Regions from separate parts of the Sus scrofa genome. Here region 2 is linked to region 1. A link is a contact called in public HiChIP or PLAC-seq data. All regions are on one chromosome and are shown on one strand. The core of a region is the stretch at or near the end of the contact, and the rest is flanking DNA. Distances in the headings are between cores, read along the strand shown.

What was found. HiChIP or PLAC-seq counts read pairs in DNA pulled down with a chosen protein or histone mark.
Region 2: an H3K27ac HiChIP or PLAC-seq map of alveolar macrophages shows a contact between it and region 1. The contact joins the promoter of STIP1 here to the promoter of CCDC88B in region 1. A contact is called at or near these places in 1 of 5 promoter capture datasets (fetal skeletal muscle), 1 of 47 Hi-C or Micro-C datasets (liver) and 2 of 2 datasets of contacts at active chromatin or transcription factors (alveolar macrophages and skeletal muscle).

What each region holds. Positions count from the first base shown.
Region 1 is chr2:7,781,756-7,788,072 of Sscrofa11.1, forward strand. It overlaps CCDC88B (coiled-coil domain-containing protein 88B), which reads right to left and starts at 2,870. Exons shown (of 31, transcript XM_021082875.1): 1 at 2,035-2,870; 2 at 1,610-1,752; 3 at 1,435-1,448; 4 at 1,338-1,432; 5 at 1,155-1,224; 6 at 1,020-1,078; 7 at 851-934; 8 at 625-768; 9 at 365-431; 10 at 287-362; 11 at 76-157. The coding sequence starts at 2,460. It overlaps LOC110259241 (a long non-coding RNA gene), which reads left to right and starts at 2,206. Exons shown (of 3, transcript XR_002341448.1): 1 at 2,206-2,384; 2 at 5,883-5,986.
Region 2 is chr2:7,934,908-7,941,224 of Sscrofa11.1, forward strand. STIP1 (stress-induced-phosphoprotein 1) reads right to left here and starts at 4,093. Exons shown (of 15, transcript XM_003353794.4): 1 at 3,785-4,093. MACROD1 (MACRO domain containing 1) reads left to right here and starts at 4,218. Exons shown (of 11, transcript NM_001204770.1): 1 at 4,218-4,575. The coding sequence starts at 4,278.

The sequences.
Region 1 (6,317 bases), core at 1,620-4,119:
CGGGTTGGGGGGAGGCCATAGGACAAGGGAGGCGCGGGGAGAGGGACAGGGAATGCGGGGAGCGTCTGAGCGCACCTCCTGGCGGAGCCTTCGAAGTTCGGCCTCCAGGCCCTGCACCTCCACCTGGGAGTCTAGCACCAGCTCAGCTTTCTCCTCCCTGGAGGAAGGGACACAGGAGGGGTCTGGGGACCCTCACCCTCCAGCCCTTCCTAGGCCCCAGGCCACCTAGGACCAGGCCCCCATCCCCCTGCCCGCAGGTCCTTCCCAGCCCCCACCCCGCACTCACAGCTCCTGCCGCAGGCGCCGCAGCTGGGCTTTGGCGTTGGCCAGCTGCAGGGCCAGATGGTGTGAGGAAGCCTCTGGGGGGTCCTGGCAGGAGCCTCGGGCAACAAGGGGACCTGCTCTCGCTCCAGCAGCAGTTCAGCCAGCCGCTGTGGGAGGTCAAGGGTCAGGAATCAGGAGTAAACCCATCCCAAGAACCCCACATCTGCCCCCAACTACACACGATGAATCTAGTCGTTACAACCCTCCTGGCCCAAGACCTACAACCCCAACCCCACACCTGGGCCCCCACCCCCATCTGGATCCCCCACCATCCTTGCTTCTCCACCTGCCACGTCTTACCTGAGCCCCCACGTCACGCTCCCGAACCAGCCTCAACAGTGTGCCCATCAGGCTCCGGGACAACATCTCCAGCTCCGGGGGCGCCAGCTCGCCAGGGTCAGGCCCAGCCAGTGCCAGCACCATGCCCGTGCCGGGCTGGGTCACCTGGAGGCGCAGGGAAAGCAGTTCAGCCAACGAAGTGGGGGACAGGGTGTCCCTGCATGGCAGTGCCAGTCCAAAGGTGTACCTCCTGGATGGCGGCAGCCAGCTCACTCTGGACGTCGAGGCTGAGGCCCTGGATGTGTCGGATGAAGAGTTCCCGGTGCTCACACTGCGGGGAAGAGGGGACGAGGCTGAGCCGGAGTGTCCCACCTCTGCGGCCAAAGCAGGACCGTACCCTTCCCTCCCCCGCTCACCTGCACGGACGCCCCCAGCAATAGCCTAAGGATGCCTTCTAGCTCCTCCACCGCCTCCTCTGCAGGGCACAAGCCACAAGGGGTTAACGGGCAGGGGAAGGGGTACAAGCAGGAAGGGGTGGTGGGAGAGAGCACCTGAGAAGGGGTCCAACCCCAAAGTCTGGAGGTCTGGTGGTGGTGACAGGATCAGCAGCTGCAGCTCCTCCTGCGGAGGAGGGGCAGGAGATGTGGGAAGGGCCTTCCCGAAGCGGGGGGGGGGGGGGGGGGGGCGGGGGGGGGCGGGGGGGGTCCCAGGCTCGGCCTCCCCAGATCCCTCACCTGGTAGAAGTCCCTCAGTCGGCTCCACAGGTGGTTCAGGTTCCACACCCGCCAGGCTACGGGCCCCTCATGGCCTCTGGTCATTCGAGGGCCCCTCGGGAGCTAGGGGCACTGTGGGCACAGGTAGGTGATAGATGGGAGGGAAAATCCAGGACCCGCCTCCCCTAAACCAGGCTCTGCCCACCGCCCCTCAGGCTCCTCCCACCAGGATGCCAGGCCCCCTCCCTCAAACCCCTAGGGAGCTGCCGGGGTCATTCTCTTGTGCCCCTTACATGATGCCCAGCACCCGGAGAAGCAGGGCCCCATCGCTGAGACGCAAGAACCTCTTCTCCGGACAAAGGGGCCCATCTCCTTCCTCCTCTGCTTCCCCCTCTGGCTCCTCAGCCTCCCCCACCAGCCCAGCCAGTCCCAGCGCCTGTGGGAACAGAAAGGAGTCAGCTGGCCTGGGTGGGAGCCCTCCACCAGCTGAGCGACTCCCGAGAGCCTCTGACCTGCCCCCGAGCCCACGCAGCCCCTCCTCACCAGTTCCCTGAATGCCAGTGGCCCGGGGTCTGGACCCCTTTCCCTGCCCCTCCATCCTCGGTTGAGCCCACCCCTCTCCTCCAGGCCCCCTCTGCCCCGCTCCTCCCCACCCCCACACCAGCCCCTCCCAGCTGCTCACTTCCCCTCCCCAGCCCCCCTCCCCCTGCCCCCTCACCCAGGTGGCCAGGCTCCCACTGAGGAAGTCTCTGATCCTGGGCCCCTTGCCCCCATCCATGACGGGGTCAGGGTGTTGGTCCTGTTGTGGCAGCTGCACCTGCCGTGAGAGGAAGAGGAAGTCCCCGGGTGGGGATCCCGGCCCCAGCCACAGACACCCTGTGCAGCTAGCTTCCTCCTTCCGGGTGCTGGCAGGCCGTGCACCCCCAGGCTCCTGCTTCGCCACCCTGCCTCCGCCCCCACCACTCCACATCCTCCCAGCATCTCCGACAGTGCTGGCCCAGGGATTAGCAGTAGGGTCAGGGCTCCCCAGGAGCAAGGCCCACGGCTCTCCTGGCTCCATGGACAAGGGTAGGTGAGTCCTTCCCCTCCCTGGGCCTCCTTTGCCCAACTTGAAACCCGCGAGGGCCACTTCGGCCTTGTACATTTCAGGGCCTTTGCAGGGGCTCCAGGCCTCACATGGTGCGTCTAGGTGCCCACACCTGCCTCTTCTGATCTGCCCGGCTCCCCTCTCCCTCTGTTGCTCCTCAAACTTATCCCAAACACCCTCCCAACCCGTGAAGCTGGGAGATGCCACCCCCCGCAGCAGACCCCCTCTGAGCCCTCACCAGAGGGGCTACCCCCCCCTTATTCTCTATACACTGGACAGAGACAGGACATCTGGCCTGGGGGCTAGGGACCTCACAGGTCTCTCTTTCCTGTCTGTAAAAAAAGCGGGTTGGAATCCAGCCTCTGAGGGAAGCAGTTTGATGCAGAGACCAGAGACATGCCTCATGGACAAACCAGGAGGCCAGGAGGACACCCCGCAGCTCACTATGAGGCTCCGTGTGGGCCGCCGTGCTGGGTACTGAGATGCGGTAAAAAGCCACATAGTCCCTGCCCCCATGGGTGCACAGTACCCTGGGGAGGCAGCTATGCAAATCACACACACACACACACACACACACACACACACACACACACAATGTAACACTGCAGCTGTGCTACAGGCATTGACAGGGAGGGCGCTTGACGGCAGGGGGATGATCAGGAAGGGCAGGGGGAGGGCGGCTGACATGAAGCTGAGATTGGGAGGACCGGGTTACCTGGGCAAAGCGGGGAAGAGAGAAGGACATCCAAGCAGCTGCAACAGATAGTGCAAGGCCTCAGCTGGAAGCACGGCCAGCGTAAAGCCCAGACATTATTCATGTTTCATCGATTCCCACTTTTTTGTTGTTTGTTTGTTTTTTGTTTGTTTGTTGAGGGCCACACCTGCGGCATATGGAAGTTCCCAGGCTAGGGGTCAAATTGGAACTACAGTTGCTGGCCTACACCACAGCCACAGCAACGCCAGACCCAAGCCACATTTGCGACCTACACCGCAGCTCATGGTAATACCAGATCCTTAACCCACTGATCTAGGCCAAGGATCAAACCCAAGTCCTCATGGATACTAGTCAGGCTCATTACCACTGAGCCACAATAGAAACTCACTCCCACTTTATTTTCATTATTATTCTTTTTTTTTTTTTTTTTTTTGTCTTTTTGTCTTTTGTTGTTGTTGTTGTTGCTATTTCTTGGGCCGCTCCCTCGGCATATGGAGGTTCCCAGGCTAGGGGTTGAATCGGAGCTGTAGCCACCGGCCTATGCCAGAGCCACAGCAACGCGGGATCCGAGCCGCGTCTGCAACCTACACCACAGCTCACGGCAACGCCGGATCGTTAACCCACTGAGCAAGGGCAGGGACCGAACCCGCAACCTCATGGTTCCTAGTCGGATTCGTTAACCACTGCGCCACGATGGGAACTCCCTCTTTTTTTTTTTTTTTTTTGGCCCAGCCTATGGCATGCAGAAATTCCCAGGCCAGGGATCGAACCCTAGCTACAGCAGTGACGATGCTGGATCCTTAACCACTAAGCCACCAGGGACCTCCCCAGACACTTTATTTCTCACATGGATAAATCTCTGAAGTCAAGTTGCACGGCAGAATTGCTGGCTGGCTGGCAGCTGTCCTGACATTGTTGTCATTGCTTGCACGTGCCCACACTTCAAAAGCATCAAACCCTTCAGAAAGGGCATCAGCAGCTTGGAAGAGGAGCCCAGAGGAAAGAGCAGAGCACTCTTAACCCCAAGACCCAATGGTGGGAGCCCCCCTGTGGCAGGGAGTGGGGTGGGATGGGGGCGGGCGGCGGAAAGCAGACTTGTCAGCAATGCTCCCAAAGCAGAAACCCAGAGTCAGGGGGCTCTGCAGGCCTGCAAAGCGGGCTTCGGACTCCCATGGCTGCTGGTGGGTTTAGGGTTGTCTTATGAATTGTTGGGGAGGACAGCTGCTCTCCTGAACTCTTGACGCCTCACAGGAGGAGGTGGTAGGGCAAGCAGACAGCGAACCTCTGTCTGATTCCAAATGCGAATGAGCTGTAACACCATAAACAATGTATTCTGCTTCTATTTTCCTTTTTATGTGTGCGTCAGAATTATATATGATGAGAATCTATGTCTAAGTCAAAAAGAGCTCCTTCGGGAAGTATAAAATAAAGATTCTAGTGATGAAAGGGCCTTGGGACATAGTTAACTGGCAACACTCCTTTTTTCTTTAGTGGCAGCTTTTATAATCGTTGACATCTTAGATTTGCTGAAACGTGGGGCAGTTGTGCAAACACGGGCTTCCCATGAGCCAGCGCGGTTCAAGTACTTTACACTAATTAACTTATTTGCAGTGGGCTAGGCTATGAAGTAAGCACCATGGATTCACTCCAATTTACAGAGGAGGAAGCTGAGACTCAGAGAGATTAAGAGCACGCCCAGGAGTTCCCGTCGTGGCTCAGTGGTTAACGAATCCGACTAGGAACCATGAGGTTGAAGGTTCGATCCCTGGCCTCGCTCAGTGGGTTAAGGATCCGGCGTTGCTGTGGCTATGGTGTAGGCCGGCAGCTACAGCTCCAATTCAACCCTTAGTGTGGGAACCTCCATATGCTGTGAGAGTGGCCCTAGAAAAGGCAGAAAAAAAGACAAAAAAGAGCACACCCCAAATCACACAGCTCTGAAGTGGTAGCCTGACCAGGCAACGGGAGACCATGCCAGGGTTGTTAGCCGAAGAGCGTCTCTGGTTGTTTAGGCCTCCCGAGATGCATCTGAACATGCAGATAACCCTCTCAGAGGGTTGTTGCGAGGATTCCACGAGCTGGGACCCAGCTTAAGTGTTCGTTAAATGGTCCCTGGTGTGGTCGTTCTCTTTAGCATTAGTAATATTGAGTTCATCCAGATTTGACCCTCCGCGCATCTTCTGCCTCTTTATGTCCGTCCCCCAGGGATCCCAGGGCAGGAAGTGCTCCCACGCGCCTGCCCCGTGTTAGCCAAGCGTGGTGACAGGGGCCTCGCCTCCTGGTGGCCGAGAGCCCCTGCCTTGCTCAACATCTTGAAGTCACACCCTTCCTCGAGCCTCCTCAGAGACATGGGCTGTGTTGCCACATTGCTCTTGCTGATTGCTCTCACATTGTCACTTGGGACATGCCTGGCTGCACCTCAGTCTCTCAAGCTGGATCTATGACTTAGTTCAGCCGAGTCAGGCGGAGGGCGGGTGGGGGGTCGGGAGGATGGAAGAAGCTGGGGAGGGGCTCCCGCATCAGCTGACACAGAGATCCTGGGATTTTGAGGCTCAATTAGCCATTTAAGGAGGTTCATCAGAAGCTGGCAGTGGTCCCTATCCTTAGACTAAATTTTTTCTTTAAAAACATGTTCGAGGAGTTCCCTGGTGGCCTAGCGGGGGATCCGGTGTCGTCACTGAAGCAGCTTGGGTTGGGTGGGTTCAGTCTCTGGCCCGGAAACTTGCAAATGCCGCAGGCGCAGTCAAAAAAAAATTTTTTTTTTCAGGTGCATGTGCAAAAACATCAAGAAGGGAGTTCCCACTGTGGCTCAACGAGATCAGCAGCATCTCTGCAGCACCAGGACATAGGTTTCATCCCCAGCCCGGCACAGTGAGTTAAAGGATCCAGTGTTGCTTCACCTGCAGCTCAGATCTGATCCTTGGCCCAGGAACTCCATATGCCACCAGGTGGCCAAAAAGAAAAAAAAACAAATGTCAAGAAGATATAAAGAAAAAAACCCAGTCTCTATCTCATAACTCTCAACCCCAATCCCCAATGCTCCGTTAGCATTTTCTGTGTCCTGCCGGAGCTGTAGCTACCCAAGTCTGTCTATAATAGGTGGTTGCAACCACACACACACACACACACACACACACACACACCCCTCCACACTTCAAAATACATTTCACAATCTGCTCCATTTCAGTTCAGGATCACTGGC
Region 2 (6,317 bases), core at 2,843-5,342, 150 kb after region 1:
GTCTGGCGTAGTGGAGGCCACGCGAAGCAGAACCAAAGGGTCTCGCTGACAGCCAGCACCAACTGCCCGTCACATGAGTGAGGTGGTCCAGGGCCCTCAGCCCCAGTCGGGTGGTCAGATGACTGGCCACAGGTGTGACCCAGACAAGACCAGCAGATGAATCTTCCAGCTCATCCCAGCCCAAACTGCTGATTCAGAGGCCTGGTTGTTATTTTAGGCTAGTACATTTTCGGTGGTTTATTAGGCAGCAGTAAATAACTGGGACAGTATAAAAAGACCTAAGTTCATAAGCAGCATTTGAGTATTTAGGAGAACTTATTTACTATATTTATAAGTTTAATCTACTTGTGTATGGGAATTAGTAATGATTATAAAAAAAATATGCTTGGCTTGGGAGGGGCTGGATAAGGTGGGAAATGAAGGGGTCTTCACCCCCTGTTCCCTCCCTGTTTGTAAAGAAAAATGAACAACAAAAAAAATATGCCTGTTAAATGTGTAAGTCTCTTCTGCTGAGAGTGTGAGGCGTTTGAGAGGACTAGTTATTTCCTTTTTTTTTTTGTCTTTTTAGGGCCACACCTGAGGCACATGGAAGTTCCCAGGCTAGGGGCTGAATTGGTGCTGTAGCTGCTGGTCTGCACTGCCGCTCATGACAATACCGGATCTTTGACCCACTGATCGAATGTGTGTGCTCACAGGTACTAGTCGGGTTTGCTACCCATGAGCCACGACGGGAACTCCCAGGACAAGTTATTTCAACTCTGTAGAATGCAGTTTAAAATCTATTAAAGAATTTAATTACCTAAGTTTGTAACTGGCGTTCATTTTTAGAATTTAATCTGTTGAACCTGTGAGTTAATTAAATATTCACCAAAGACTAAATGAAGGTAGTTGTTCTTATGTTTATACAAAAATCAGATTTATAAATAGAAAACTAGATTTGCAAGTTGCATTTGGATGTTTAAGAAAAACTAGTTTTTAAATTTATAATTTTAATAAATACAGTGTTAATTTAAACACAGGCAGTAGCAGCTAGCTTTTCTCTGTATGAAAGCCCCTCTCCAGCATTAAAAATCCTCAACAGATAACACCGGCTATTATGGCCCCACCTAAAATTCAGCATTCCATAGACTTTTCCACCATTTGGCTTCTGTGGGTCCCTTGGCCTGGAATGCTCCTGACACACACATTTTTGGTAGGCAAAATTTTACCTTTTCTAAAAGGTCCAGCTGAGAGAGTTCCCTTGTGGTGCAGCAGGTTAAGGATCTGGTGTTGTCATTTCTATGCCTTGGATTGCTTCTATGGTGTGGGTTCGATCCCTGGCCTGGGAACTTCCACAAGCCTCAGGTGAGGCCAAAAATATATAAGTAAATAAAAGGTTCAGGGCTGAAACTCTGTGAAGAGGTCCTGCCTTGCCAAGTCAGAACCATACCTCCCTGCCTAGACCCATCTGAGTGTGGGGCCCAGTCTCTCTTTAGACCAGAACTTGGTGGGCTATGGCTGGGGCCTTCTCCATCCTGACTGCTGTGTGAGAACAGAGCTAAATCCTGGCAAAAAGAAACGGGAGTTCCCATAGTGGCTCAGTGGAAACAAATCTAATATCCATGAGGACGTGGGTTCGATCTCTGGCATTAAGGATGGGATCTTTAAGTGGGTTAAGGATCTGGCATTGCCATGAGCTGTGGTGTCGGTTGCAGATGTGGTTTGGATCTGGCATGGCTGTGGCATAGCAGGCTGGCAGCTGCAGCTCTGATTAGCCCCCTAGCCTGGGAATGTCCATGTGCCGTGGATGTGGCCCTAAAAAGCAAAAAAAAAAAAAAAAGCATCCGGTGTTGGCACTGCTGTGGCTCTGGTTACAGCTGTGGTGTGGGTTTAGCCCCTGGCCTGGAAACTTCTGCATGCTGCAGGTGTGGCCAAAAAAAAAAAAAAAAAAAAGAAAGAAAAACAGACAAACCAACTCAGATGCCCAGGATGTCCAGGGTGATTCAATGGCCTAGCCTTGGGAGACGAATTTCAGACCATACAGAAGGCAGCCTCCTGATAGGCACTGAGAGTTTCTACTGCCGGGTTCCCTGCTTCTCCTTGTCCTCCTCCCTAGACTTTGCCAGGAAGGGTGTAGTAAGTAGAATAACGACCCCCAAAGATGTCTGCATCCTAATCCCCGGAGCCTGTAAATATGCTGCCTTACGGGCAAAAGGGAGTTAAGGGCATAGATGGCATTAAGGTTGCTAATCAGCGGAGTTTAAGTGGGGAGATGATCCTGGATTATCCTGGTGAATTCACCGTAATCGCACAGGTCCTTGAAAAATGCAAGAGGGAAGCAGAAGCAAGTCAGAGGGAAAAGCCACTAGGGAAGACTGGTCTGAGTTATGCGACACTGCTGGCTTTGAAGATGGAGGAAGAGGGCCGAGAGTCGAAGAAGGGGGGTGGTCTCTGGAAGCTGGTGCTGACACCGTGATTTTAGCTCAGTGAGACTCAGCTCAGACTTCTAACCTACAGAACTTTAGGAAAATGAATTTTGTTTGTTCTTTAAGCTGCTAAATTTATGATAATTTGTTATAGCAACAATAGGAAACTCAAACACAGGGTCACCCACATGCTTCATTGCCTGAATCAGTTACATCTGCCTAATGACTTTCCAGACCACAGATGGGAACCAAACAACCTTGAGCTCAGCCTGGGCTCTGACCCTCAAAGGCCGTGTTGGCCTTGAGCCAGTCCTGGCTTCTTATCTGTGCTCTGGGGCAGTGCTGCCTCGCCAGGAACACATATTGAGTTAAGAAAGGGAGAGCAAATGGTTGTAGAGGGCTTATCTTGGCAAGGGCTGGTACCTCGTACCCTGTGGGTGGTTGCTGTCCTGGATGCAGTTGGCAAGGCCCTTCTTACACGGCTGAGTTACTGGAGAAGCAACAAGTGGCTTCCTGTCCCCTGGTTTATGATGGTCCCTCTCTACCCTCCCTCCCAGGGCTGATCACTGTCTACCTCCCGGTCTACAGGTCTGCTGCTGATCCTTTCTTGGGAACCATGGTGACGTCAGCTGCATCCACAGGGGGCTGTTCTGTGATCCTCCCTGCAGTCCTGTCCAGGGTTCCTGCTACACAGCACCAGAGAGGCCAGGTACACAGAAGCAGGTCTGCAACCAGCTAGACCTGAACTATGTCTTCCTCCTAATTTTTTTTTTTTAATTGTCTTTATAAGGCTGCACCAGAGGCATATGGAGGTTCCTGGGTTAGGGGTCGAATCGGAGCTGTAGCTGCCGGCCTACACACAGCAACGCTGGATCCTTAACCCACTGAGCAAGGCCAGGGATGGAACCTGCGTTCTCATGGATACTAGTTAGATTCGTTTCCGCTGAGCCACATCAGGAAATCCTTCCTCCTAATTTACAGCCCAAGAAGCAAGTCACAAGGGTAAGAGTGAGCAGAGCTGGTACTAAAACCTTCTCTGGAACCCTGGCTCCTTGTCCCAGGTTTTAAAAATATGCACTATTATATTTATCCAATAATAAAATGGTATAGAAAGACAATGTATTTTAAAAATCTACCTTTACAGTCCTTGTAAGAAATTAGGAAAAATATGAAGAAAAAAATCATCCCAATTCTTCCACCCAAGAACGCTCTTGGAGCTCTAGTTTTTTGCCTTCAAATTCCAAGATTTCCAGCTTTGCCTCCTCAGCTGCTCTAGCTTTGGTTCCAGCCGCGGCCCCGCGCGGCCCCGCGCATCTCTGCCCCTGGGGCTAAGAGGCAGCCGCTCAGCGGCCTGGGGAAAGTTGCCCAACCGGACATACCTGTTCGTGCCACTCGTCACCTTCCCAGGGCCGCTTGGGACCCGCGGCTCTCAGGAACTGGGGACAGGGTGGGGCCGCTTGACCCCTGGGGAGCTGCGCTCGGCTCTGTACCGAGGGGCGGAGGGGGGCCGGGGTCGCGCGCGGGAGGCGCCTCGGCCCAGGAAGTTGGCGGTGGCTGGGCCAATCCCGAAAGAGCGCACGGCTGCCGGCGACCCTCCGAGAGCAGGGCTTGCGTGCGGCTCGACCCACGCAGGCCCAGGCGGGGCGCGCACGTGTGTATAGGAGTGTGCGGGCCCCTCCGGCGGCCGGGACTACAAGTTCCAGGGTGCCCAGCGGCGCGCCCGGGTTTTCTGGCCGCGCGGCTCGCTGGCTCCCGAGCAGGTCGCCGCGGGCTGGCACGAGCCACCCGGTCCCCGTGTAAATAAGGGAGAGACTCTCCTAGCACCGTAAATAGAGTCCAAGTGGGCGGGGAGCCGCCCTGCGCCGCCCGCTCATGTCTCTGCAGAGCCGAGTGTCCGGCCGCCTGGCACAGCTGCGCGCGGCGGGGCAGCTGCTCGGCGCCCCGCGCCCCTGGCCCGGCCCCTCAGCGGGTGCCACGCGGACCCGCAGCAGTGCGTGCGGTCCCCCGGCGTCCCTGGGCGCGTACGACTCCGGCGCGCGGACCCCAGCGGGAGTTGGGGCTGGGGGGGCGGCAGCAGTGGGGCGGAGAGCCGGGGTGCGCACCTGGGCCCCCCTGGCCATGGCGGCGAAGGTGGACCTGAGCACCTCCACCGACTGGAAGGAGGCAAAATGTAAGTGTAAGCAGGAGGGGGGCGAGGGCCGAGGGCAGCCCTACTTGGGCCTTCACCGGCTGGACGGCACCCCACCAGCAGCCTCGTCCACCCCAGAGACCTGGGGAAGTTAAGACCCCCTGTCCCCTGGTAGGGACACCCCCCCTTCACAGCCACGCCCCCCATGTGCCCAGTGCCTTGAACCACCTAGCACCAGACCAGGTCTAGGTCCCCAGTCGAGGGGTGTGTGAGGAGGGTGGCCTCCCCTCGCTGGGATGGGTCACACGGCACCTGCGGAGATCATCGAGGGCCTGCTGCCTACTCTGTTGTGCAGAAGGGAAACTGAGGCTCAGTGCCTGAACCCAGGAGCCCAAGGTCACTCGGAGTTTGCTTCAGATCTGAAAGAAGGCTCTGAACTCCCCAGGCTTTGCAAAGTACGGTTTCTCAAGTGATGGCATTTTAGGCAGAGTGGCAGGGAATGGGCAGAGGGAACAGCTCTGGGGCTGGTGTCCCACCTGGTGGGATCAGATGGCCAAGAGGAGGGGCCTCTCTGTGCAGGCGGGATCCCCCCCATCGCTACCCTGGGAGCCTGCCTCTCTGGGCACGTGGTCTGGTGCCCTTTTGCCCTTATCGCTGGCCTCTGGCCACTTGTGAGCAGTTTCTGTCTCATTCCTGGGGAGCACAGGGCAGAGGAGCTGGAGGGCATGGCAGAGATAGTGCATTTTGTCTGAGAACAGTGACACCCCCTCCCGCCCACCCCCAGGAATCAAGCCATTTCCTCCTGCTCAGGGGCAGGGCATGAGTCCTGGTGGGCATGAGGCCCAGGGCTGGACTCTGGGCCTGGACCGAACAGGGAAGGCAAAGCAACCTGACCTGCGGAGCCGCAAATAGCCCCAGCTGCCCCTGCCCTTCAGGGCCTGCTCCCTGGGCTCTTGTGACCATTCCCGGCTGGATCCCCTTTCAAAAGGGCAGGGACGGCAGCTCATTGGCTGGGCCCATGTGGTGGAGTGGGTTTCAGCCAATGGGGCTGGGAAGGCAGGCCTGGGGCGGGGTGTGGTTGGGGGCCAGCAGACGGCGTCCTCTCGGGATTGGAGGTGGAGTTCAAGATGACTTGCCCCTGTCAGGAACTGCGGCACCCTCCCGGGGATCTTAAAGCGCCGGCAGGAGGCACTTGACTTTGCTCTTGGAGCGCAAGGAGTGTTTGTCACGCCCCCAGCTCTGGCCCCAGAACACCCTGGTGGGGAGTAGGGGGTTTGCCCCGCAGGGATCCCCACTTTCCCTTCTTTTCAGAGAACGGCAGCTCAGGGTGGTAGGAAAGAGAGCTGGGGCAGCTGGGGACCCAGGCACCGTTCCTTCTAGGACCCAGCTCCCCGCCCCCTCCCAATCGTTGGTGCCGCCCCAAACTTCCAGACCCCATGCAGCTGACAGGCCAGCCATTCCCAGCTGTTGGGCTTGCCATTCATTGAGTCCATTTTTATCAAGTGCTTTCTATGTAACCAGCACTGCCATGGTGCTGGGGAGACAGGCAGGGGCCCTGCCCTCCCAGAGCTTAGGGAGAAGGGACTGCAGAGGATGTGACCAAGGCAACCAGACAATGCCAGGTAGAGGTCAATGCAGTGGAGAAGCCATGGCGGATGGGGCTGGCCGAATCCAGTGTCCAGCCAGGGGGCAGTGTGAGGCGGGTGGGCTTGCCTCAGGAGCGCCGGCAGCCCTTAGATGGTAGCTTGTGGGAGTGAGACACAGAGAGATCTCTGTGTTTTAGT